Regions from separate parts of the Sus scrofa genome. Here region 1 is linked to region 2. The links are chromatin contacts, called in public targeted proximity ligation maps. All regions are on one chromosome and are shown on one strand. The core of a region is the stretch at or near the end of the contact, and the rest is flanking DNA. Distances in the headings are between cores, read along the strand shown. Region 1 overlaps LOC102159901 (a long non-coding RNA gene). Region 2 overlaps LOC106510428 (a long non-coding RNA gene).

Region 1 (3,501 bases), core at 62-2,561, 660 kb before region 2:
TGGCTCAAATGAAAGAACACGATCAAGAGAATGCTTTATCACTGTGCATAAAACATACTGAATATTTATGATTTTAATTGCTACACACCATGTGCATACCTGTTTGGAGAATTATATAGATCTTTAAAGGTCAAGCAAGAGAATGATTTTGTGACTTTATAATTCATGATTAACAAGTCATTGAAAATTTCTATTAACTCAAAATGGAAATTCATAGAAATTCTTAAAAAAAAAAAAAAAAGAACCCTTAGTATTCCCTATATGTAACTGGCGTTTTTGTGAGTTTGTGAAACCAGATGCTTTTGGATAAAAAAAGCAATACTGACTCTTTCTTAGACTTAGTGCCTCTTTGCTAAAAGAAAAATTCTTAACTGAAAATGCAGTTCTATTCCTAAATTTATTGTTTACAGAAACACATGCTAATATAACAACGCATGAAAAATTAAAAAAAAAATGCCAGACATGCCTCGACATGCAAAATGTATTTAGCTGTTTGCTTTAACATGCTACTTTCATTCTGCAGCCTACCTTCTCCAAGACCAAGTATTTTTGCGAGTGAGGCTAAAAATAGCCAGCGAAGCCTAACAACTAGCTTCTGATTGGCTCGGTACAAAGGCCACTTAGCCAATGAGAGCTTCTGGGAACAAAAGCAATTCTTTTGTGTGTGAGATGCTCAACCCACGTCAAAACAGCTTCAGGCTGTAGAAGCGATTTCGGTTGAGATTTAACAAGGTAATAATGCATTTCAGTCCTCTGAAAGGTTTGAAGCAGAACAAAGGGGGTAGTGAAATCTACAAAACAAATGGAGTGCTCAGACTTTCAGGGGATGAATCATCGGGTGCCTGAGCTACACACATTTGCAAACCCAGAAAAGCAAGTGCGCTAGGATTTTTTTTCTTCCTTCCTGATATTTTAACTTATTTTCCGAGCGTTTTCTCTGCTCAAAAAAAGAGAAAATCAAAGGCGTTGTGTTCTGACTATGCACAAATATGCTATTACGTTGACTTGCTGATGAATAGAAAGCAACTCAATCACGATTCCCTTACATGGTACAAAGAGAAGACAAAGACTTGTGTGAGGTGGAGAGTAAGTAGTAAAGCTCCTAAAGCTTTGGACTTTGGTTTTTGGGAATCACAAATATCCCATGTTCTCAAAGTAAACGCAGTTCTGGATTAATGTTGTGATGACTCCCATGATAAAGTGGGACTTGATTTGAAGCAGAAACATGGAATTTTGGGAGGTTTTAGCACCACCAAGGCATTTCGCCTGTAGGGGTCGCTGTTGCACAGCAGACGAACCTCTTCAGAGCGTCCTTCCTTTTAATCTTAAATGAAAGGAGAAAATGGGCTTGGTAGGTGCCTTTCAGGTAGGACAAAAGGGAGTGGGGAGTCAGTGTTTGAAACTCTTAAGCTTCACTGCGGTCATTACTATGGGACAAAGCATCCTATAACAATACAGTCTACTTCACATGGGACTGAAATGCTGTACAGGACAAAATGTTGCTACAGTAACCATTGGAAATGTTATGTAACACATAGCAGCTCATAAGCCATTTCATGGTTTAAAACTGGCTTTATTAAGCAGGTGATAATTCAGGGATGGTATGACACTTCAAAGGCTCCAAGCAGGAGGTAAGACACAAGGACACACACTTTAACTTCTTGTATAGGAAATGCATACAGGTTACCAAGTCCAGAACACTGTTGACAAGAAAATACAGATTGCAAATGCATTGTTTACATGTTCTTTTCCCAGAAAACTTCAAGTTCAATGCATTTTTTTGTCTTCAATATAGCTTTTCTGATAAATGATTATTGAGTGAAATCTTAATTATCCTTTATTCTTGGCATGACGTAAAAGACCTGCATAAATCAAACATTTCAGTAAAATGAAATTATATTTTTATTGTGTGATCAGGTGTGATAATAAGAGCAGTACTTAAGAGTCACCTGTTTAAGGAAATGCATAGTCATAAAATATTGCATTTGCTAATTATTGGTCTTAACTGCATTTATGAGCCTCAATAGATATGTTGCCGTAAAACATGGAGGTGGTTTGCTGAGAGGAGTATCCTATTCTAACAAATAATACGAAAACTAGAGAGGTAATATACACTGTAAAAAACTTTTTTTTGCACTCACTTTAAAATAGTCTCCTATGGGGGAAAAAATTAACCTAGGGAATTATGTTCCTAAACAACGAAATCCCCAAAGGATGGTATATATGCAGTTTTCAACATTCTCTGTCTAGAAAGAATGTGGATTCTGTCCTATTGCAGTACTTTTGTGAGTTTTATAGTTTTGGCTTTATCATGTTGGCCAAGGGCCAGTTAAAGGAATTCATCACCAAATGCTTACACAACCCCTAAGGGTGTGCCTAATGCTTAGTTTAGGATGGGTGGTTGCAGTAGAAGAGGCTGTGAGTACTAGCTGTACCTTATCTCCCTGTGCCTGCCAGCTGCTGAGGTGCTCAAGCCCCAGCCCTGACAGCTGTCCCTCTGCCATCGTCAGGGTGCTCTGTAAGAGGAGAAGAGGGGAGAAGAAAGAAAGTACAAGTCCTCTCCTCTCTGCCAGTGTGACGCTGAAGCTGGAGTCAAAAGCACAGAGTAAGCTTCCTTCCTCCCCTTCTTAAGAGCTAAAAATATCCTTTATAGGAAGTCAAAGCTACTTTCTTTCCTCAACTGGTCATCAGTAATATAAAGCCTTTTATGAACATCTGCATAAAATATATGTTTTTAAAATATTATTTCCCCCCTGTTTCCCTTCTGTTTTGTACCCATGCTTTCCATTCTAGGAGGTAACAGACTCTGTGGCTCAGGTTCATCCCTTCAGAGACGAATATGGTAAGGCAAGAGAAGAGTGAAAGCCCTCCTGGCTTTAGTTTCTGAGTTTACATGGATAATTGAGGGGAAAGTCTCATTGACAGTGGGTCCCAGAGCAGTGGAACCAGAGCCTTGGTCCCCAGGTGAATGCTGGAGAGTCAGGATGAATCCAGAATTCAACACTAGGTACTGAAAGCTCCAAAGAGTGCAGTGGATACAGGGAAGGGTGACTACACCCAGGTTCCCTAATAACGTCAGACAAGCATGTGAGAGCAACTGACCTCAAGAGCATCTCTTGGATAGTGGGAAAAAAAAAAGTCAGACGTGACCATGTTAGCTGGGAACGACAGCCTCTTCCCTGTCTTTAGGAAGATTTAAACCTCTCCATCTCTGGTTACAGTTTGGGGAGGCTACAGGAATCCTTGAAATTATGGTGGAATTGGGTCTTAAAGTTAGAAGTAGATTAATTAAGGAAAATAATACAAAAGCCATTTCTTGCATACCTGATACTTAAATCATACTAAGAATAGACTTTGTATTTTCTAAGAGCTGTGTTATTTATTACTTCATTTGATATTTAGTACAACCCTATAATGGAGTTAGGTATTTATCATGTAGTGTTAATAAAGCAAGCCATTTTCATTTTGTGTTATTTTTCAAAGTACTCACTAGGATTTGCC
Region 2 (3,225 bases), core at 314-2,813:
ATGGAGCTGCCCTGTAGCATCAGGGAGAGAGGGGTGAGAAAATGTCTCCCTACCCAATTATGCATGCTCTACTTTCCCAGGGAATCAGGCCAGTGAAAAGATTAGCAGCAAAGTCAAATTTAATTCAAAAGACCTTTTCCTTTTCTTTCTTTTTCTTTTTTCTTTTCTTTTCTTTTTTTTTTTTTTTTTTTTTTTTTTTTTTGCATAGAGACGAAGCCCTCCTTTGTACAGAAACAAAATCTAACAGTTCTCAGATCACCTCGACTTTGGTTTATCTTTGTTTACCTGTGTGCACCAGGCTCTCATGCAAATTCCAGCAGCCACTTCCAAGTAAGTCTGAGCTTGGCCTTGATGGATTTATTTCACATTTGCTGCAGGCACAGGCCACTGCTATTGAAGAGAGAAAAATACCAGCCCCTCTACAGCCGCTTGCCCAGGAGTCCCGGGCCTGCCTGGCAACGAGCCTCTCTGCTCCCTCTCTAGCTCTGGCCTGCCGTTACCTTGCCATTGAATAGGCTGGTGTAAGAGTTCAAGGCAGGGTTTGCACTTTCCCAGCCATTAGCCAGCTGCCAACGCATTTCATTATCTTAGGAGTGTTTTGTACATCAAAGCGAGCCCCAAACAGTGTGATCAAGTGGAAGTAACAGTGCCTGGTCAACATTATAACATGCAGCATTTTTTTTTTTCATGGATATAATGCCATCTGGCACCCAGGAACAGCAAAGGCCAGCGATGGAAAAATCCTGCCGCCCTGTTTTGCTTATTGGTGTAACAGTTAATCCCGATAAAGGCCAAGGCCTCAGAGCCACTGCCCTGTTGCTATCTTGCATATCTATTGTCTTACACAGGCGGAGCTGCCCTGAACCTTCGAAATCAGAGGCTGCACAAGGGATTGTTGGGGGAGGGGGAAAGCAAGGACCAGGGGGAACACATCCCGGAGAGCTGGGGAAGGGGCATTATTTGTCTTGATGTTTAATTGTTTCACACACACACACACACACACACACACACACACACACACACACACACGGAGGGGGACAAAGCTTTAAAGATCTCTCCTTTTCAAGCTACCAGATTGGCTGGGAAAACATCAAGTCCCTGGCCTTGAAACCCTCAATAATTTTCAAACACGTTGAATTTTAGATCACAGTGCACCAGCCCTCTCCCAAATCAGAGACTCCTAAACTTATTTCTGGCAACAAATTTCTCTCTGAGCCTTTCATTGCTCTATTAAAATCAAGGAAGAAAACATTTCTTTTTCTGAAATAACAGCCAAGAGAGTTTCTGAATAAAACTCTTATGTAGTGCATTCAAAATCCTGCCTTCTCAGAAGCTGGTTTTTCATTTAACAAATCAGGAAAAACACGCGCACACACACAAGTATCTCATTGCTTTCATTTTCACATCAATCTTCGAAACACAGAAGAATAAGACCCAAAATGAACAATCTCCTTCTCTGCTGACTTGAGGACAATCGGATTTATGGTATCTTTTCCCCCTCGGTCTCAAACGCAGTTGCCTCAATGAACTGCGACTGTTTACAAACTCGTTAATGATTTTTTCCACTGGTTACACCAACTCCGCCCTCTTCCTATCTCCCCTGCTGACAGCCCTCCCTCTCCTTCCCTCTCTGCAGGGGAGGAAGCCTGAAATTTTGAGTAGGACATTTCCTTCTCTGGGTCAAGTCCACATGGAAGGATGATTTTGCAGTGGCCCTATTAGCAATTATGTGTTTCCAAAGCATGGAAAATTTTCTAGGGCAATTGATGCCTATGCATAGTTGTAAGACTCTATGATCTTAAAAATAAGGAGATGGCACCCAATAACCAACCTGTGGTTTGAAACATTCTCAGAAAATCCAACTTGATTTACCTTCTCCCACTGTTTCCTTTCGCTGCCATAACCTGTAGTAGAATTCTAACACATTCTGAAGGGACCAGGTGACTATTTTAGGCTGGCATGGAAACAGCTCCGAGAAATGGAGCCCCGAGCAGCAAAAATTAAAAACAAAGTTCTCTGACCTTCAATATCGTCAATAAAATGACAGTTTTTCTCACTTTTTTTCTAAATCTAAGATCAATGAGAAAAAACCAAAATGAGCCAGAAAGGAGAATAACTGAAATCTTTGGCAAAATGAGAAAGAAAGAGTACACGATACCCAGGTTCCCAAAACATGGTGGTCAGATATCAAAATCTGAACCATTTATCATCTGCTTTATACTTCACATTTTATAAAAGCAGTGACTCTTTTGCTCTAGAAATAAACATTTGCATGGACAGATTTTCGGTACCATCTCTTACAGGTGAAGAAACATTAAATCAACTGTTCAAAGTAACTTAGTTAATGGCAGAGCTCAAACAGAATGCAAGACGTGTAACTGCTAGCGTACGGCTTTTGCCGTGGCACGCGCTTACATGCACGCGCGCGTGCACACACATGCATTCATTCATCCATTCAACCAGCATCAGCTGACTGCCCACCATGTACCAGGTATTATGGAAAATATCGTAAATACCTTTTATAAGAGTAAATAAGAGATTCCTGCTCTCAAGGAATTCATAATCTAATAGTGAGGGGAGACAAAGAACTGCCAGAGAGTGGCAGGTGCTAGAGGGGGCAGTACAGTGGTAGCAAAAAGAAAAAAATACATCAGTCACATCAGTAAGGGGCTTCGTGATTCTGACTTTACACTGATGTTAAAATAGTGCCCTGCTATCGTGTTGAAGTCGAATAAGCCTTTGTCCTCAAATTATCCTAGAAAGAGAATCAATTACTTGCAGCATGTCTTAAATTCCACTTTAGGTAAGACTTAATCTTTCTTGTGCTTCCTCTGATTATTCTGGATTTGTTGTGCATAATTTTAAAGAAGTGGGGCTCTGTGGTTTTCCCATTCGGATAGTTCTAAAGTGACATTCACTGTAGGATTTGGCCAACACACTAAGAAGTTGAAATTTGGAAAGGAGTGGGCAAAAGGAAACTAATTCAGATGAGAAAATTACACATAATTTCTTTCCTCTCATTTTGTGAAAGTCTTAGACCCACAGTTGTTAGGGATTAAAAAGAACTTTAAGCAAATCCCTGCTTCTGCAAGTTTTTTTTTTTCTCTTAAAAATTTTTCATCTAAGTCCAAGATTTAAATTTCTAAATCGACAGTTCCATTGTAATTCCGTCTTAAGGGGCTGTCCATTGATATCTTCCTGATAGTACTTTGAGAGTCATGCTCA

Evidence for each region.
Region 1: a contact with region 2 is called in a targeted proximity ligation map of skeletal muscle, with 7 times the contacts expected there. A contact is called at or near these places in 1 of 47 Hi-C or Micro-C datasets (embryonic fibroblasts) and 1 of 2 datasets of targeted methods (skeletal muscle).

The regions. Positions count from the first base shown.
Region 1 is chr5:91,508,556-91,512,056 of Sscrofa11.1, reverse strand. The region is part of intron 4 of LOC102159901 (a long non-coding RNA gene); the gene reads right to left. Among named protein-coding and RNA genes, the nearest start is that of DCN, 170 kb to the left of the region's middle.
Region 2 is chr5:90,850,904-90,854,128 of Sscrofa11.1, reverse strand. All of the region lies in intron 4 of LOC106510428 (a long non-coding RNA gene), which reads right to left. Among named protein-coding and RNA genes, the nearest start is that of BTG1, 37 kb to the right of the region's middle.